6 separate regions of the Mus musculus genome follow, and regions 2, 3, 4, 5 and 6 are each linked to region 1. The links are chromatin contacts, called in public promoter capture Hi-C maps. All regions are on one chromosome and are shown on one strand. The core of a region is the stretch at or near the end of the contact, and the rest is flanking DNA. Distances in the headings are between cores, read along the strand shown. Region 1 holds the start of Tmc3 (transmembrane channel-like gene family 3). Region 2 overlaps Efl1 (elongation factor like GTPase 1). Region 3 overlaps Efl1 (elongation factor like GTPase 1). Region 4 overlaps Efl1 (elongation factor like GTPase 1). Region 5 overlaps Efl1 (elongation factor like GTPase 1). Region 6 overlaps Arnt2 (aryl hydrocarbon receptor nuclear translocator 2).

Region 1 (2,917 bases), core at 177-2,676:
TATTCTGGAAGATTTGTTCCGGATCACTGCTGTCTCCCGTTTCATCAGCATTAAAGCTGTCATCGGAGTTACTGGGTGGAAAAGGGGAATCATGGAGGAAATCTGATTACAGAATTGCTTTCAGCAAAGGGCATCTTTCTTGTGTAACTTCTGCATCTCACTGTCCCAGGGTCATCTGTAGTGTGTGTGTGTGTGTGTGTGTGTGTTTGTGTCCATAGACTGACAGAATTTGGTAATGTCAGCAGTCCTTAGAAACTCATTTGTAGATTCTATTACTTCAGTGGTCAGTGAAAAGGAATAAGTTCTCATGGCAAACGACAGCAAAGGAGAGAGGAGAAGAGGAATTCCCACATTTGATTCCATTTTTGAGGAACAGTAGTTTTGAGAAGGGACACAATGTCATCTATAGGCTCACTGAGGTGAGGAGCAAAGCTTGGAGACACAATTCCTCTTTCTCCCACTCTAAAGGTAAAAGAAACAAACATGTGGCCTGTGTTGCCTGGAGATGCCTCTCTGTTGTGTTCATTTTAAACACAAGATAAGAGGTGAGGCAGGCAGTGGTTTTTACAAACAACAACAACAACAACAACAACAACAAAATGCGTTAAATGACTGCATTGGGCAAACTCCTTAGGGCATAGCTACTGTGTAGAACAATTTTTCAACATTTAACAGGGACTTTCTTCCATAGTAATTCTAAATATGTAACTCAATATTTTTTTAAGGAGATGAGTAACCTATGGCTTTTGCAAAAGAACACATTTCCTCTCATTTTGATCAGGAAGTCTTTTATTTCCTCAAAGGAAAATTTCTCTAGAGTTAGAGGAGGTTTCAGTATTTAACAGAAAATCTTCCCGAAACACACCTAAGACGTTCAGTTCTCATCCCCGCCCACATCCCCGTGCTCAGAAGCGTTTTCCAGCAGACACCTGATTTATCAGAGGCAGCAGATGGCTTGTCTGCTCTCTTCCGACGCTAGCAATTGAGGAAGCAGGGAGAAGCAGATGAAGCCCATGTGTGGAATTGGCAGGCAACAAAATAAGTGCAGGATACAGGCTTTGGAGCTGGGAGCTTGCAACTGTCTTCCTCTCTGAGCATTGCTGTGGTCGCCACCCCAGTTCCTCATGACCCCAGAGAAGTAAGTTTCTGCACTGGAGAACCCAGCAAGGCACTCACCCAAGAAGCAGGGAGTCCTGGTAGAGATAACACTGGCTGGCGTTTCTCCGAATGCTTCTGTAGCGCTGGGATGCCTTTGAGGTTTTCATGAGGCCTGGTCTGTAGCCAATGGTCCCTAGGGATAGCCAGGGAATTGGAAAGCCTTGATTTTGCAGGCAGGGTTCTGTTCCAAATGAGCTGTCTGAAAGAGGCCTGCAGAGTTGACCTGCTCTCCTCCTTCAGAAACAGGAGCAAATGTCTGCCTGCATCTGGTGCTCAGGGCAGAAAAACCAGGAGGGCAGCCAGGGTCATACATATGTAACAGTGAGGTGGGTGTGTTCACATTGATTGGCTAAGATCGGGACAGTTGGAGGCGTGGCCCAGTAGCCTAGGGCTGTCTTGGTTCTTCCTAAAGTCCATCAGTAATCTCTTGTGCCCAGACAGGGCTCAAAGACTTGCAAACTCCTCTACATCTGACTACAGCTGGCAGTTGCTAAACACTTTAGGAGCATAGGAGGCAGGGTGTGGTGGGTCTCTCCAGAAGAGACTTAGAGACAGCAAGTGCACTGCCTATCCAGGCACAGACAATAGCACTCTATTCTTTTCTCCCTCTACATCTTTTTGATTTTGTACTTTGAAAGATGTCAAGCTTACAGAAATGTTGACATCACAGTACCATGAACCTCTGGCTACTTTCAAGCATTAACCATTTACATGTTGCCACAGTTGTCTCAGTACCACCCATGTTTTCCCTGCTACCTACCTACCTGCTACCTAACAAATGCTTAGAAACCAGTAAACTCTAGAAATAATGATGTTTCAACCTTCAAGACTTCCATGTTCTAGTAACAAAAAACGGGATTACTTTAGTTCTAGTCTTACATGTATTAAGTATGGACATATCAGTATGCATAATGACCCATAAAGCTGAGTTTGAGAAAAATTAAGATTTTTATTTATTTCATATTATTTTATTTTCATCTCAGGGCTGGAGAAATGTCCCATAAATTAAAAGAATTTGCTACTCTTGCAGAGGACCTAAGTTCAGCCCACTAACCACCTCTAACTCAAGCTCCAGGGAACCTCTTCTATCCTCTATACATGGTTCTCGTTTCTCTCTCTCTCTCTCTCTCTCTCTCTCTCTCTCTCTCTCTCTCTCTCTCTCTCTCTCTCTCTCTCTCTCAGAAATGCTTAGAAAACAAGACTCTGGAAATCCATGTATGTTGGAGGTCAAAAAATGTATAGCTTTAGAAAATGTGGCATCTTGCCCATACAAAGGCCAAATGGGGCCCATTCCCTTATCGCCTGCATGTTTCCTTTGTTAGCTGTACACTGGCTTTTTAGCCAAACATCTTATCCCCGGCCAAGGCCTTTGGTGCACTTGGGAATTACAAACCTGTTTGCTAGTGAACACCCAGAGCCCTGGCTGCTTGCAGGGAGTTAACACACTTGTGTGTAGCTGAGCAGGCTAATGCAGTGCTAGAAAGCATGGCTCAGCTCTGCTGAACACTCTGTCTTGCCCACATTAAGAACTCTACATGAGCAGAGGTCAGGGCAGTGCCCCAGACAACAGAGCAGAAGGAAGGCACAGACAACCACAAAGTGTGGGAATGGGAGAGGGTCTCATTCATTTGTTCATTTATTTTTCATTTATTTTTCTTTTAATTTATTATAGCAATAACTCCTTCTATTGGCCACAAGTAAAAACTGGTGAGAGGCAAAAGAGAACTCTTAATTCTCTCCTTACATTTGTTTTAATATG
Region 2 (2,917 bases), core at 107-2,606, 890 kb after region 1:
CGTACTTTGTATATCGCTAGTTAATGTTCTGTGCTTCAAGTTTTGGCTAAATGATACATATAATAAATGAATCATAGATAACAATCTTGGAAAACAAGTAGAGCTGTTCTGTTTCTACTACAAGAAACAGAATTGTCAGTAATGTTAGTAACTGTGGCAGTTAGTTCTAATCATCTGAAAATCTTTAGGCCCAGCAAGGTTGCATGCCTGGCTAGAAGCCAATCTAACTAGTTTGTGGGACTATGGGCAGAATCGTGGTGCCTTTGTTCTTGCTGGTTACCCAGGGACCTCAGTGATATTTGGAAACAATTACTGTCTGCCTCAATTTAGAGGGAAAATCAAAGAGGCTAGCCTGGCTTTAATTCCTCCAGCGTTACACTCATAGACCCTTTGGGGGATGATAGGTGAAGAAACATAACTTTAACAAAGGGGACTCAGGAATTGTTAGGCAACAAGAGATGAGGGGTGGGGATGGTTTGGCTGGCCCTGTAAGTCCAACCTCTGAAAACCATTCATAGCCCAAATATCCCTACACTCAATCCTGGCCTCCCTTGTAGTTACCAGGGCATATGACAGATTAAAGAAACAAGACTACATACACATGTCACCAGCAAGGTCCTTTTATACACAAATAAAAAAATAAACCTTGCTAGCAGGCTGGATGGTCGATCTGTTTAAGTGGCTCTCGAAATGTCTTGGAGGTTTAATAAAGCATACCCTGGGCTGAATTTCCAGAGACTCTCACATCATGAGGGTTCTGACCCAATGACCAGTTCACTATTGGGAAGTAGAATTCTGGAAGGTGGGGCCTGGTTGGAGATGGGCCCCTATGGTAGTGACCATGGAGTTCTACCTTCCTGTCGTGACTTATGCTTCTTCCCATCTGTAAGGCACTCTGCTCTACTCTCAGGCTGCCCTAACTTCACACCGCATGCTCCTGCCACCATGATGCTCTGTCTCACCACAGAACCAGAGCCAAATAGTCAAGGACTGTGGACTGAGATCTAAGCAGCTAAATACAACCCTAAGGCATACAGGGATATACCTGGCATTCCCACTCCATGTATTCTGCCTTAAAGTAACGTGTCCCTTCGGCAGAATCATACATAGGTAAATGACAAACAATGTTAACTCACTTTTACCCGCCTTCCACCTCCACAAGCTTTAGAAGAGGGAGGTATATGTCTATTTTCCTCATGAAGACATGAAATGTTCTACCTCAGAGTAGTTCTTCCCATAGCAGAGGGCAGAACCATGGCTCCCTTGAGAGATGGATGAAAAAGAGATGGTTTCAGACCTTCTAAGGACATGTAACCACAGACTTGGACAGTATCTAGAAACCCAGAAGAAAACCACAAACCACTGCCTGCCATGCTCCTACCAGCTGTACTGGAGAAGACAACACACCGAGCCTTAGGCAAGGCAGCCTCAAAAAGGTCGCCCATGCTGTCCACACCACAGAGCGGCTTTCTTTCCCTGGACATATGCTGAGCAACTCTAGGTTACAGGGCCATTTAAGACACAAAGGGGTCCAAGCCATAGTAACCCCAAGGAGGGCGTAGGAGCAGAGACAGGGTGTTCCCGTACTCCTGCAGTTCTAATGAAGTTGGCTATGGCTACTCACAAAGCCAGATCAATCGCCAGCTAAATCAGAAGTTTAGTGGCATTTTCCAAAGAAATAGAAACAAAATAGGGAATAGGGAAGGTAGGAATTCTACTAATTCCATGTCAAAATAATTATAAACTTTAAAAATATATCTCAGCAGAAGCATGACAAAATGTTTTGGCAAATTTCTTGGATCAGGGCCCACAAAATTCAGGCAAACCAGTAGCTATTCTAGACCAATATTCTTTATTTAATGAGACTTTTTCATCTAAGCAGTTATTGAATGAACAGCTTTACAGCTGACAAGGATGCCATGGCTCAGAACTGAAAGACACAATGGGACAGAGCACTCCATGTCCCGGTTCTGATGAAGAACTTGTCTCAAGAGCAGCACTAAGGGGCAGGAATCAGGCAAGGGAAAAGGCACAACATTGACAGGACAATTAGTATCTATCAATTACTGTTAGAGAAGCAATTCTCAATAGGAAGAAGCATTTGGGGTGGGATGAGGAGAAAAGAAATAAGTTTAAACAGTCCTTCATGTCAAAACAGTTTCCAAAAATTAGAATCAAACCTGTAGAACAAGAAGCATTTGGTCACCTACACTGACTTTATATGAGTAAGCTTTTTTTTTTTTTTTTTTGCTTCTAAACAAATGGAACCCCCACTTAAGATAGGCGTCACAGTTTACTTAAACAGCACCTACAGGTTTGAACTAGATCTCCATGTTACTGACTCACAAGGTGGTGACTCAATTATACTAAGTTAAAGACTCCAGAAAAAAAAAATAACTATGAAAAAAGGCAGGTCATTCTCTTTAAAAATGTCACTAAGCACCCCACGCCATGTTGGACAGCCTTTAAGGCTGGAGTGAGCAGAGTACCCAGCAGCGCCCTACCCAGCACGTTTCCTGGGGGGACTTCTTCCAGATCTTCCAGCTCCCTTCCCATCAGAAGGTACAGGTTCTCCAGAGTACAGCACGCCATGTGGGGCACAGGAGGGAGGTCCTCTAGTGGAGCTGAGAAGCCTAGTGGAACCTGCCAGGGAAAACAATGGAAACCATGAGGTAAGACACTATAGCGCCCTCTAGTGAGGAAGCAGGCGAGGCACTGCAGCACCCTCAAAGGTTTACTGAGCAGCAAGACACTGTGCAGTGACCTCTGCCTCTTCCCTAAATGCTCGAAGCTGAAATGGTATTTTAATGGATTATGATAAGAAACGAGTCGTATTTGATTCTGAAATATGAAAATCTCTCAAATGTTTAAAATGTGTCTGAATCCCCACCTATAAGCTTTGAGGCTAAGAAAGTCT
Region 3 (2,917 bases), core at 313-2,812, 860 kb after region 1:
AACTAATAAATAAGGAGAGTTTCTTTTCCCAGACTGGGTAATGAGGAAGCAAATGGAATCTGCCTGTCATGTCCACTCTGGTGGGCTGTGTCTTGAGGAATTTGCTGTATGTGTGAACTCACAGCAGGTATTTACTTCCTTAGAGGACACAGTTCACAGCAATGCCACAAGTGGTGCCCATTTCCCAATCATTGGTTAGAGTGCATTTTCAGAAAAAAATATGGACCTAGACTTCATACAATAAATGAAGATAAGCACTCGGGCAGGCTGAGCAGTAGCAATATATCTGGAGCTGTTCACAGTGCGAGTTATGGTTCTCTAGAGGAGGGGAGGGAAGGGGAGGGGAGGGGAGGGCCTTTCTTTCTTGCCTTTCCCTGTCTCCTCTCACTCTCTCCTTTCCTATGCATCCTAGACAAGGCTCTATCATACAGCTCTAGCTCTAGGTCTATCCATTAATTGTTCTTCTTCTTTTTTTAACCTCTCTGGCAAAAGCTACAATACACAAGAATATGAGTAGAAAACTGAAAAAGTAATTCAAAGTACTTAATAAAAGCTGAGTATCTTCAACACACATTAAAAAAAAAAAGAAGCTTTTTATCAGTAAATGAGAACAGTAAAAGAATACAGGCCATGTTGGGTATGACGGTACACTGAGTTCCATCTAGTGTGGCCTAGTCTATAGAGTGAGTTCCGGATCAGTCAGAGCTACACAGTGAGATGCTGTCTTCAAGAAAAACACTCACCTTCAACACATCTGCTGTGTGTTAGTTCCAGTGTATTTTGTAGTTGGAACTTCAGCCTTCACGGTTTTTCTTTTTTAGAGGGCAGCTGTACTTTCATTTCCAAGGGAAACAGTTCCTATCTGCCTCAGTAGCAATGCACAGGCTCCCCCTCACAGTTCTGGAGCACATCTGTATCTGGAAGCTTTGTTATGTGCAATTCTTACTTATTTCCCACTTAAAAATTCCTCTAGGCTCTCTCCTTCCTACTTTTAACTAACAGCCAGCTAAAAAACAAAGGGTCAGAGGTCAAAGGGCAACAGGGGAAAGGTCATTGAAACACCACCATCATGTTTTAGCACAAAGTACTCGACTCTAGGAAAGCCCAGCTCTGCTGTCTCCTCATGCACATTGTGCAAGCACAGGGGTGTGCGTGCGTTCACTGTGCAAGGAGGGCACAACAAATACCCAGGGCTGAAACCCCTCTCACCAAGCAAATTGCTTCCAGATTCCGTGTGCTCTTGTGTCATGGAGTTTTGCTACAGTCAGAAGCAGCCACCTATGTCTGATCTAGTTAGGTATTTAATGCCTTTGTTTTTAATACAATGTAATGACTTTAATATAATTTTACAGTAATCTCAGCACTCAGAAGGCTGAGGAAGTTACACTTGTCTAAGTTTAGGCCAGCCTGGGCCTGAGACAGACTGTGTTTCTGGGGGAAAAAAATTAAATAAATGTGCATAATTTAGTCTTTAAAAATAGCCAAGTTTAACAACTGGCTGGCAAAATTTGTGAAACTTAACAACTGGCTCTTGAGAACTGACAGCTCCCCCTGTTTTGTCCTACAGGGCCAATCAGATTTTCCAGAGCTGAGCTTGTGGCTCCAGCTATTTGAGGGCTGCAGTCTGTGGCTTGGTTTTTCTCCCATTTTGGCATCCGTTTCTGATCTACAATCTTTACAGTCCTTGCCTCCTGTCTCATGGCGGAGACAAGCTCTCTTCAGTGGTCTCCTGAATGCTTCACGGTGCTGGGCAGCCATATCATTTCTCGGTAACACGTACTGAGAAGTGTACCACATGGGGGGCGGGGGGAAGGGTCTGTTATCACCTCAGAGGGAACTTAGAGACCTCCTGACAGGGCTGAGAGGACACAAGCCTGAGGACACAGAAGTGTCACAACACTGCACATTGTTCCATAGCTTGCTTCTAACTAGGGAGGTGTACATGCTAACATGAAGATTATGAGTACAGGACTGGCGTAAGCCACTTCTCTTCAAGAATGCAGACAACAGAGTGCGCTTATAAGCACACTGGGCTCCATACTAGCATTACCACACCCGTGAGAGCTGGGTTGTACTTGAATTGTGATGGCTACCATATCTGTAGGATGAGCAACTTGTCAGCTCCATTACAGTCCTGTGGGAATCACATCTTCATGAGAGAAGTGCCTTACGAGGCTGTGACTATAATCTCAGCTAGGGAGCAGCTCCGAAGGAGGATTCTGAGTCTCCTTCTCTAAAATCTCAGCCTGAAGGTTAATTTCTTGATCTTTGCTGTTTAAAGTCCTTGAACTCTGAATAGAACAATCATGTCCTTTGAAGCTTTTTGTAGGCAGCAAGCGTTGCTGGTCTCAGAGCACGGTGCAAGTTTCTTACTTCATCCATCATATGAAGGATGCCAGCAGAGGAGAGTGGGCACAGTGACTGCGGCCCAGTAGCTGGCTCTCTTCTTGATCCTCAGCTATCCACTGTGATTCTGATGGATGCAATGTCCTCCTACACTGACTGAATAATCTCTCCCCAAGCCTTCTTTCACTTCACACCAGTCTGGTTTACATGAGCCTCCTTGCTTTAGCTGATGAAGTTGGCTCTCTTCTGAACTTTAACTGTCTGTGCTAGTTTTATGAGTGGTGAGGAGTTTGTGACTGGTGCTATACAACTGTGCAAGTTTTTATATCCCACCAAAAAAGGAGGGAAGGCTTTACATTTCTTATAAGAATCTGTAGATTCTTTGCCACTTATCAGATGATCTTGTACCACTGAATGGTATAAATACTAAAGAGTTGTCAAGCAGAACCAGGAGACTTTTACTCTTGTTCCAAACAGTGTTTCCCTTCACATTTTCAGTAGCATAAGCAACAGTATCAGTAGGCCTATCTATTTTACATGTATGCATACATTATTCTCACATATACATACA
Region 4 (2,917 bases), core at 252-2,751, 840 kb after region 1:
TCACCATGGAGGTGGGCAGATAGGGAGGGAAGGCCAGACACATAAACATGCTTTTCCAAGTCTGCTTTGCCAGCAGTGCCAAGGTTGATGGGTATAGGCTAGCTAAGGTGTTCACAAGACTGGCTGGCCTGTTAGATATACTAAGCAGGCCCATGAAATCAACAGACTGTCAGCTTCTTGATGTTAGGGTTGGCCCCAGAGAAAATCATAATGTCATTTTTTCCTCTTCTCATAGGAACAACTAAACTAAAAATAGGTTTTAAGCAGGTTATATTAAGAACTGGAAGCCCTTTCCTCAGAAGAGACTAATGAAAAAAACTAACACCTTAAAGAATTATACATTTTTAATGTTGTTGTATTTAAGAATGGGGAGCAAATTACCTATTGAGGTAAGAGAGTTAAAACCATATCACCTAACGTCTCAATTTATGTCCACAACGCAGTCAAGAGGTTTGGCTGATACAAACAGGCCCGAGAGATGAGGACTGAAACAAGAAGCACACAGAGCGGTCAGCACCCGAGAGCTGCCTAGTACACGGCAAAGGCAGGACGAGAAGAAAGCAGCCTTCCCGTTGTCTCAGTGCTCCGCCAGGACAAAGCAGCCCAGCAAAGCGGGAAGTACATCTGCCAGTGAGACACTTGGGGCGGTGCTTTCTGCTCGATCAGAAATAGCTGTGGACAACTAGACAGCTGGTTGTGCAAGGTGAGGGAGGGGATTCTGGACCGAGTCATAACAGAGAGAAGCTCTAGTCCTAACAGTCCCCAAGGCTCAGAGCAGTGTGATGTGGGAGAGCGCCTGGCTCAAGGTCCTGCAGACAGGTGAGCACAGGGCTGACCCTCACAGCACGGACTCTGCTCTCTAATGTGAAGGCTTTGAGCACGGTAGACTACAGCTTAGGATTAGGGACCCAGGTGGAGCTAGCTGTTCCGTGGTAACTTCACGGCATGGACTCTAGTCTCCCGTGTGCAGGCTGTGGATGGGCAGACTAGCTGGATTGGGACTGAGGCGGGGCTGTCCCTGTGGTGGTTTGTTAGAGGCTGTTAAGCAGAAAGGAAAAAACAAGGTTGAAATTCAGATTCTGCTGTGGGCAGGCAAGGGGAGCATCACCAATCCAAGCTCTTCTTGAGGTGTGTGATTTCTTATTACTATTTATTTATATTATTCATTGTGTAATGAACATTTGGATCTACCTTTTTTTCCCCCTCTAAATATTTTTTCTATAATTTGTTTTTGAAGTTTTCATATTTGGTGTCTAAGTTTTAAAGTTTGGAAAGTTGTGTTTAAAGAACTGACTCGTAAATGATAGGAGTTTGAAGGGCAGGGCTCCACAACAGGCACTGCATAATGGTTCTCCAAGGGCTGAATGAACGTGAGCACTTCCTGTCCCCACAGAGCTTAAGAACGACAGAACAAATGCAGAGAAACAAGGAATTACAGTATACTGTGACCAGTGTTATAGCAGGGCAAGCTCATTCTGCTTACAGAAAAGAGAATTCAAAAGGTTCCAGGCTTCCTTGAGAAACTGAAACAGAGGGCTAAGGAGACAGCCATGCAGAGCGCGTGGGAGGCGTGCCGGAGAGCTGAAACGGTGCCATTGTAGACCCAAGGGAGAGCACAAGGCCCTCACTGACGGACGGACGGACCCAGTGCGGAGCCGAAAACAGGACTGAAGAGACATTTCACCCTGCGTTCCCCTTCTCTGGGATCTTGCAAATGCTCTCAGTTCTTTTCTCTAGTCCACATGTGTGCTTGTTATGTTTGATGTGGAATCAGGGGATTTGAAACTAATTACAGCTCTAACCTTGTGCAATAAATGAAGCAGTGATAATTAGAAAGGTCACAGCAGCAGCTGTTGTGCTAATAGACATGTTCATTAGATTTTGAACTTATATTTGGTGTATGAAATGAACTGTATAAATCAATCACATGTATACACTAAAGAATGAGCTACAAAGAATAACATATTTGTATTCACAACCCCATCCTTTTATGGGCTCTGTACCTTGTCCCACTGACCTAGCTTACATTGTACAGGTTATACATTGCAGATAAGTCTTCAAAATGAGTTTCAAATGGAACAATTTAAATAAATGGAGACATGTACAAAGGTCAGCACAAGAAGCATAAAATGCTTAGAGTAGATTAAAATAATGCTGTTCATTTGTCTAAAGACAAAACTTAAGGCTAGAAGGGAAGAAGCAGGGAGGGAAAGAGAGAGGAGGGGAAGGGAGGAGAGAAGAGAGGAGGGAAAAGGAGGAAGGAGAAGAGACATAGGGCTGTTTGAGACAGGAAAGCATACTCCGACTCCTTCTGTCTTGAAAACCCAAATATTTCTGACAGGAAAGAGGAAATGAGTTCCTTCTGGATAAAATGGCAACTCCATCTCAGGTTCAAAAACGAACCTGACCAAAATAATCAAAGAAACAGAAAGCCAGGGAAAAGCTGAATGAATAGGTGGAACCAGAGAAGGGCGCCTCCAACTGTGAGCTGCTTCTGTTCACGAGGCTCAGATTAAAGAGGACTAGGAAGGGTCAGCTCATGACCCTTTCCATGAGAAAGTGGCACAGCTCTGGGGACACAGAAGTATAGCTGCGATGGTTAGATAGATGCAAGATCAGTGGGAACGAATAAGAGCCAGACAGAGACCAACAAGTACAGCATGTGGATCATAAGTCCAAGGTGGCAGACAGGAGGGCCCATTCAGCAAGCAGCAGTGAGGCTATTAGCTGATGAAACAGAAAAAAACAAAAAACAAAACAAAAGCAAAAAACCAAAACCCCCCAACAAGATGGAACACTTAAATCCCAAAGATTCTATGACTGACTCATAAGCCTCACTATACTGTAAAACCACTCTTTGTAACAAAAGATAGAAAACACAGTGAGAAAATGGCTCACTTTAGAGAATCACTGTGAG
Region 5 (2,917 bases), core at 272-2,771, 810 kb after region 1:
TGAATGTGCGGGTGCATGGCCATGAATGTGTACATGGAAGCCAGAGGAAGCTGCCTGGTGTCTTCACTAGGCTGGCTGGTCAGTGAGCCACAAATTGCCTGTCTTATCCTCCCAGTGCCGGGACTGTAGACATCTGCAGCCATACTTGCTTTTTCACATGGGTGCTAGCGATCTGAACTCAAGTTCTCATGTTTGCAGAGCCATGTTTTCACCCCCTGAGCCTTCTTTCTAGACCCATTCATACAAATTTAAAGAGACTCAATAAAATAAGTTTCAAAGGAAGACTCAGTATATATTTTTTTTCTGGTCAGGCCTGGTGGTGTAAACATATAACCTTATTAGCTGAGGAGGGAAGGCGGAAGGGTCGGGGATCCAAAACCAGCTGTGGCTGCATAGCCAACCTGAGAAACTTATTCATACCTTGGTCCTTTCATGAGCTTTTAAAATGAAAATAAAATATATGATAGATTGCTCATCCAATGACAATGACAGTGTAACAGCTCTGAAGGCTTACTTAAGGCTCTGTTTATAGAAAGTCCCAGGCCTTATGTACCCAATACCCTCTGTTAGATCAGAGACACTATAACCCACTTTCCTGTGCCAGTGTTGACCAAGGCCAGCCTTGTGAGCTGGATGACTGTCATCTATGATGTCAGAAGGCTGAGTTCTGACAGCTGCGCTCAGCAAGGGCAGCACCACTGAGACCGGGGCAGCACCTCTCAAGGTCACTACCCAGAAGCAGAATCGTCTCACTCAGTCACAGACAGTGTCTAGGTGCACAGCCCAGTCACCACATACCGGCCACTAGGACCCCAGGACCCCAGCAGAGCTCCTGCCCTCCAGGCACTGCCACTTAAAATCTACTTCTTTCTTTTACTGCTTCGTGTTTGATGTAAGAAACCAAACCCAAGCTCAAAGGCTAGAATTTTGGATAAACAGGAAATGGTTAACTATAAGCTGAAGGTTAACAGTGCCCTAGATGTTTTCGACACAATGAGAAACAAAGATGAAGGCTACTTGGTAAAAAGGCAATGAAGGAACTCATCAGAACATCATTTAGCATTCAAAAGTGTAAAAGTCAAGAGAAATCTTGAGTGACTGTAAAACATGCTAACTAAAGAGATGCAGCTAAGTGTGAGCACTGTTTGGTTCTATCAAGCATCATGGACTGGACTTTCATGGGGAAAGCAGACACCCAGCGCTCTGGGCTGGAAACTGCATACACCTATCCAGGTGACAGGGACTACTGAATTAAAGCAGATGTGCCTGTTCAAAGTCTTACTTCTTACTTTGCTGATCACAGTTTAAAGAGAAAGGTCTGCCTCAATTATTTCCATTTTTCACTAATCGTGTAAATGTAAGCTCTGTGTTTAAAGAATTCTAGAGAAAGAACGCCATCAAGCTGCAGGAAGTGAGAGAAGTGCAGACATAGAAAGGAGCCCTGGCCAGCAGCAAAGCCTACAACACAGGGCTCGAGGTGGTGGCTCCACATAAATTATCCCAGAAGTGAAGTCTCTGCACTGTCCCAGTAAGCAGCAGAGACAGCACGTAACCACCAGCCCAGCAGACAGTAACACTCCCAGGCTACACTCTATCGCGGAAGGAGGGAGCTAGAATTACCGAGGTTTCCTACAAACAAGAAAGCACTGCTGTTTTGAGACAGCCTCTCTTGGGCTTTAGGCTTTTCCTTCCTCAGTTTTCCTGGCCGAGTGTTCTCGCTGCTAGTTAATGGCTAAGTCTCCTTTAAGGAAGGCCTACCCCATGCCTCCCACACACTCAGAACACGGTACTAACAACACCCTTCTCTTCCCTGCAGTGCACCTACTGAGTGTCCTTTTGTGACTGCACAAAAATTTGCTGTGTGCTTGACTCCATGCTGTGGTCAAGGAAAGGCTGTGGTGAGCAGGAGCTTATAAAGACAAACTGCAGATCTCCCTTCAAGAGTTCTCCCCTTGATGCTGGAAGAATCTCTCCCCATCCTCCTACCCCCAAGGGAAAAGCGTTCGAGTTTCACATTCAAAAGTGCTGTCATTTTTCTTTAACTTAACGTATGTCTGCAGCAAGAGAAGAATGGACTAAATGCCCTGTAACTCCGATTTACGTTATAGACAGAGTGCTCGTTGGGTTGGTGCTGTGAGCTGGCTTTCACAGGCCCCTTGCCTGGGCCCCATGCCAGTAACAGCCAGCTTCACGTAGCCTCTGCCTGGCTCTCGGGAAGGTGGGGCTGCATCTCACCTCCCAGTGGCTGAACACCAGCTGTGGGCTGGCCAGTCCGCTGGTCCTCTTCCTGATCTCATCCGCAAAGCCAAAGCTTTCCGCTACAGGCAGCACAGCCTTGATGATGAACATGTCCGTCCCTTCCTTCATCTCTTCCTGAAGCACTCGACCTTCTCGCTTTGACAGCACGGCATAGACTCGGCCTACAAAACCAAAACTCCTTAAGTTCACCCACCGATCACAACTTGACCCAAAGCCACAACAATTTGCATGCTTAGTAATGATACCATGAATATTTAACTGCTAATTAAAAGGACAAAATTAGAAAAAAATGCATATAAAAGATAACAAGAGTCCAAAATGTGCCCCCCAGTGACAACCCCCACCATGCAGTGTGAGAGGTATGGCCTCTGGAATTACAAGCAGAATTATCTCTGGGCATGAAATCCAATGAGAAAAGTGTGACTGGATTCCTATAACTATTTAAATGCTTCAGTCACTATTTTTAATACGATGACCAAAATGGTGTTAAGAGACCATTTGAGCTCAGAAACCAAGCAATTGACAATGAATGGCATTTTTTTTATTTTTTATTTTTTTTTTATTTGGGAGGTTGACAGACACAGACCCGGGGACAGCGAGACGCACGGAAGCCGGGATGGTGCGTCTCGGTCGGATGCAGACTCGGGCTTGGTCCCCG
Region 6 (2,917 bases), core at 107-2,606, 690 kb before region 1:
CTGATGCTAGGTCTGATGAAAATAAGGAAGATTGGGAAATGAGAGTAGAGCCAGATGCACGGGGCTAGGTAGGCCCTGGCTGCTGCTGTGTTCAAGGTATAGAGGGTGCTGAGCAGGCTTCTCAGGTGCCAGGCTCTTGCCAGAAGAAGACAATGCTAGCTAGCCTAACCTTCTTAGCACCTGTGCAAACCAGATCTCTACCCCTAGGCTTATCTCTCCCAATATGGCCTCACACCTGCCAATTCAGGCTGCCTAGCCAAGAAGTCACGGAAATAGAAAAACAAGCCAACTATTCAGAGTCCTGGACACTATTCTGGAATCTTCCCCCTTTGGATCCTAGGGAAAACTACTTCCTCTCTGGATCCTGCCTCCTTCTCTGCCCCTATCCCTCTTTGTTCCTTCTCAGTATGTGGTTGTGTACACAGGCCTGTGCTCAGCAAGGGCTCTGAGGCCGCTGGATTCCTGTGAGTGAGGCTGTTCTTGAGGGTGTAACTTAAGCTTCACTGTCAACCTTCCTAAATCTCCCTGTCACTAACTCCTCCCTATTGATGAACTACTTCTATAGCACGTCCAAGCCACCCTATCTACAGTAACAGTGCCCTGGCTGGGCACCCAGCAGCTTTGTAGATTTGGATGGGCAGAGCTGACTGAGGAGCCTTGTTGCGGATGGTTGGGGGCTTTTAAATCTTTCACCGTTGTTCTTTTCCAGTCTTCATTTACCTTCTGCCATCAGAGTCACATGTCTGGTCACAGCTAATGAAGCTGATGTCCCCTGTCCACCATGACTGGACATGGCCTAGGCCAGGCAAGATGCTTGCATTACTGTTCTTGCTTTAAGAGGGGACCCAGTCCCAGAAGCCCAAGGCTTGAGCTTCAAAACCATGAAAGCATGGGTAGAAGTAGGCAGGTGACAGTGGACAGATACAGAGGAAGAAGAAGACAAGACAGGACCCCCCCCCCAGAGCCTAGGGAACACCCCCAGGAGGCAGCCCTGACAAGGGGGAGGCATAGAAGCAAAGTCACCCTCCTCTGCAAGCCAGCCAGGCTGACTGGGTTGGCTTTCTGAAAGCCAGACAGTGATGAGACAGAAAAGCATTTTGTTCAGAGGTGGGCTATTCTGCTGTCTCAGGTCAGTCGTTCTCAGCATCTCCTGGAAGTTGTGTGAATCAGAAAGCCCCTGGGGCACCTGCAGCAGCGGCAGTAGCAACACATGTCAGTTTTCTAAACCAGGTGTTCAGTGGCAAGGATGAAAAGCTTGCTCTGGACGGTAGAGGGCGGTGCTGACCAAGCATGTGAGCAGACAAGAGCATTCTTGAGTTTTGTCAGCTAGGCCAGCAGTAGGCCAGCTAGTTAGGAAAGCTCCTCCCATGCCCTGTGCTTGGGGGGAGGAGTGAGGAGTTGCTTGCTCGGTAGCCTTCAGCTAAGAGCATCCAAAAGCAACTTCCTGAAGGAGTTAAGCAAGCATTGGGTGTTTAGCATTTGTGCTAAACTGCTGAAAAGGCTCTTTGTCACCTCTGACTTCTTCCTGTTCCTTCCACACAGATGGAAGCCCAGAAAAACAGACTGATGCAACACACAGGGTGCACTTCACTGAGGAGGTCAGGTCTTGGTGTTTGGGATTTGATACTCTGAGAAACCAGTCATGTCCGTCTTTCCACATTCGCCCATCCTAGCTCCTGGACATTCACTTCCCATCTCTCTTCTGGAGAGTGACATGCAATTATCCTTAGGCCAAGCCTCTGCTATTAAAATAGCACTAGTCTGAGGTTGTCTCGGGTTCTCATGACACAAGCTCCTGATGTGTGCATACAGCCATAGCTACATGTGTGCACTCATATGTATGTGCATGGAGGGCTAAAGATGCATGTGTCCCTGTGATGGTAGGTGTATGTGTGCATACATGTATGCACGTGTACATGCATACACATATGTGTGAGTACAAACATGGATTCTTAAAGCCCAACTGGTCAATGATCACATATACCCCATGGTCGTTAGTAGGAGTTACCTGCTTGATAGTAGGTGGAAAGTGAAGAGAAGGGGTGGATGCAAAAGGAGGCAGAAGGTTGTACAGCCAGGAGGCAGCAGCCTTCAGTGAGGGCTGGACACAAAGAAACCATTCTGTTCTGTCTTTTTGAGAGCCAGGCAGCAACTTCCAGTCAAGATGAGACGAGACCCCTCCAATGACGGGCTCCAAACCCAGGGAGCCTCTTAGTCCTTTCTTTTCCTGCCCCTCAGAGGAGAACCAGAACTGAAGGTTATGCCCAGAACTCTAGCACGCTTCCCCCTCTGCCCCGGTGGAGGTCCTGGTGTAATGTGACTTAAACAGTTAATAACTAATGCTTGAAATTAATACACCAACAGTTACTTTTTAACCAGCTATTACCCAAATAAAGAACACAGAGACCTTTAGAATGATAATAAGCCTTAAAGCACCGGAGCTGGGCAGATATCAACCCTCTAAGCTATTTTGTCTGTTCATGCCTTGAATCCCAATATATTGCTTGCCATATGCTTCATTTGCACTGTTCTTGCTTCATCGGGCTAGCCCTCATAGCCACATGCTCATGGTCCATATTAGCCCATGGTAAGACTTCCTTCTTCCTCCTCTCCTTGGTCTCCCTTATAGTCCCTACCTGAGACCCCCCCCCCCCCCGCCCCAAGCTCAGGAACCTTTGTCCTGCCTACCTCTCTTCTACCCAGCTACAGGCTGTCAGCAACTTTGATTAACCAATCAGAGATAATTTGGGTGCAAGACTTTCGAGACAAAAGCTGATGTACATAAAAAATTAATTCATCTTGGGGCAACAGAATTTACTGGCGTATGGAATTTAGCACTTGAATGCATAGCAGCACCAGACCAACCCCCAACATTTTGGTGACCTCTCAGGTGATGGTCACTTTCTTCCAGCCACTA

The links. Promoter capture Hi-C pulls out the DNA fragments that hold promoters and counts their contacts.
Region 2: a promoter capture Hi-C map of embryonic stem cells shows a contact between it and region 1, with 7 times the contacts expected there. The contact joins the enhancer-like site here to the promoter of Tmc3 in region 1. A contact is called at or near these places in 9 of 39 promoter capture datasets (the 3T3-L1 cell line, cranial neural crest, embryonic stem cells and 6 more) and 1 of 115 datasets of contacts at active chromatin or transcription factors (embryonic stem cells).
Region 3: a promoter capture Hi-C map of the C10 cell line shows a contact between it and region 1, with 13 times the contacts expected there. The contact joins the enhancer-like site here to the promoter of Tmc3 in region 1. A contact is called at or near these places in 12 of 39 promoter capture datasets (the C10 cell line, HPC-7-derived erythroid cells, cranial neural crest and 7 more), 2 of 115 datasets of contacts at active chromatin or transcription factors (embryonic stem cells and pancreatic cancer cells) and 2 of 9 other capture datasets (embryonic trunk and macrophages).
Region 4: a promoter capture Hi-C map of cranial neural crest shows a contact between it and region 1. The contact joins the enhancer-like site here to the promoter of Tmc3 in region 1. A contact is called at or near these places in 7 of 39 promoter capture datasets (the C10 cell line, cranial neural crest, embryonic stem cells and 3 more) and 1 of 115 datasets of contacts at active chromatin or transcription factors (pancreatic cancer cells).
Region 5: a contact with region 1 is called in a promoter capture Hi-C map of liver, with 5 times the contacts expected there. The contact joins the enhancer-like site here to the promoter of Tmc3 in region 1. A contact is called at or near these places in 10 of 39 promoter capture datasets (the C10 cell line, the HPC-7 cell line, cranial neural crest and 5 more), 1 of 115 datasets of contacts at active chromatin or transcription factors (embryonic stem cells) and 2 of 9 other capture datasets (adipose tissue and macrophages).
Region 6: a promoter capture Hi-C map of 3T3-L1-derived adipocytes shows a contact between it and region 1, with 3 times the contacts expected there. The contact joins the enhancer-like site here to the promoter of Tmc3 in region 1. A contact is called at or near these places in 6 of 39 promoter capture datasets (the 3T3-L1 cell line, 3T3-L1-derived adipocytes, the C10 cell line and 3 more) and 1 of 9 other capture datasets (embryonic stem cells).

Annotation. Positions count from the first base shown.
Region 1 is chr7:83,583,440-83,586,356 of GRCm38.p6, reverse strand. It overlaps Tmc3 (transmembrane channel-like gene family 3), which reads right to left and starts at 1,426. Exons shown (of 23, transcript NM_177695.4): 1 at 1,177-1,426; 2 at 1-71. The coding sequence starts at 1,265.
Region 2 is chr7:82,697,605-82,700,521 of GRCm38.p6, reverse strand. Efl1 (elongation factor like GTPase 1) reads right to left here. Exons shown (of 20, transcript NM_175317.3): 15 at 2,505-2,643. Among named protein-coding and RNA genes, the nearest start is that of Efl1, 50 kb to the right of the region's middle. Within about 2 kb of position 1,356, at least 9 of the 459 cell types and tissues checked have an H3K27ac peak or open chromatin away from gene starts, as enhancers often do.
Region 3 is chr7:82,721,551-82,724,467 of GRCm38.p6, reverse strand. The region is part of intron 15 of Efl1 (elongation factor like GTPase 1); the gene reads right to left. Among named protein-coding and RNA genes, the nearest start is that of 4933406J10Rik, 33 kb to the left of the region's middle. Within about 2 kb of position 1,562, at least 23 of the 459 cell types and tissues checked have an H3K27ac peak or open chromatin away from gene starts, as enhancers often do.
Region 4 is chr7:82,742,260-82,745,176 of GRCm38.p6, reverse strand. All of the region lies in intron 15 of Efl1 (elongation factor like GTPase 1), which reads right to left. 4933406J10Rik (RIKEN cDNA 4933406J10 gene) reads left to right here. Exons shown (of 4, transcript NR_046004.1): 3 at 444-703; 4 at 1,394-1,831. Among named protein-coding and RNA genes, the nearest start is that of 4933406J10Rik, 12 kb to the left of the region's middle. Within about 2 kb of position 1,501, at least 38 of the 459 cell types and tissues checked have an H3K27ac peak or open chromatin away from gene starts, as enhancers often do.
Region 5 is chr7:82,771,960-82,774,876 of GRCm38.p6, reverse strand. Efl1 (elongation factor like GTPase 1) reads right to left here. Exons shown (of 20, transcript NM_175317.3): 19 at 2,236-2,420. Among named protein-coding and RNA genes, the nearest start is that of 4933406J10Rik, 18 kb to the right of the region's middle. Within about 2 kb of position 1,521, at least 46 of the 459 cell types and tissues checked have an H3K27ac peak or open chromatin away from gene starts, as enhancers often do.
Region 6 is chr7:84,271,005-84,273,921 of GRCm38.p6, reverse strand. All of the region lies in intron 12 of Arnt2 (aryl hydrocarbon receptor nuclear translocator 2), which reads left to right. Among named protein-coding and RNA genes, the nearest start is that of Gm26708, 39 kb to the right of the region's middle. Within about 2 kb of position 1,356, at least 80 of the 459 cell types and tissues checked have an H3K27ac peak or open chromatin away from gene starts, as enhancers often do.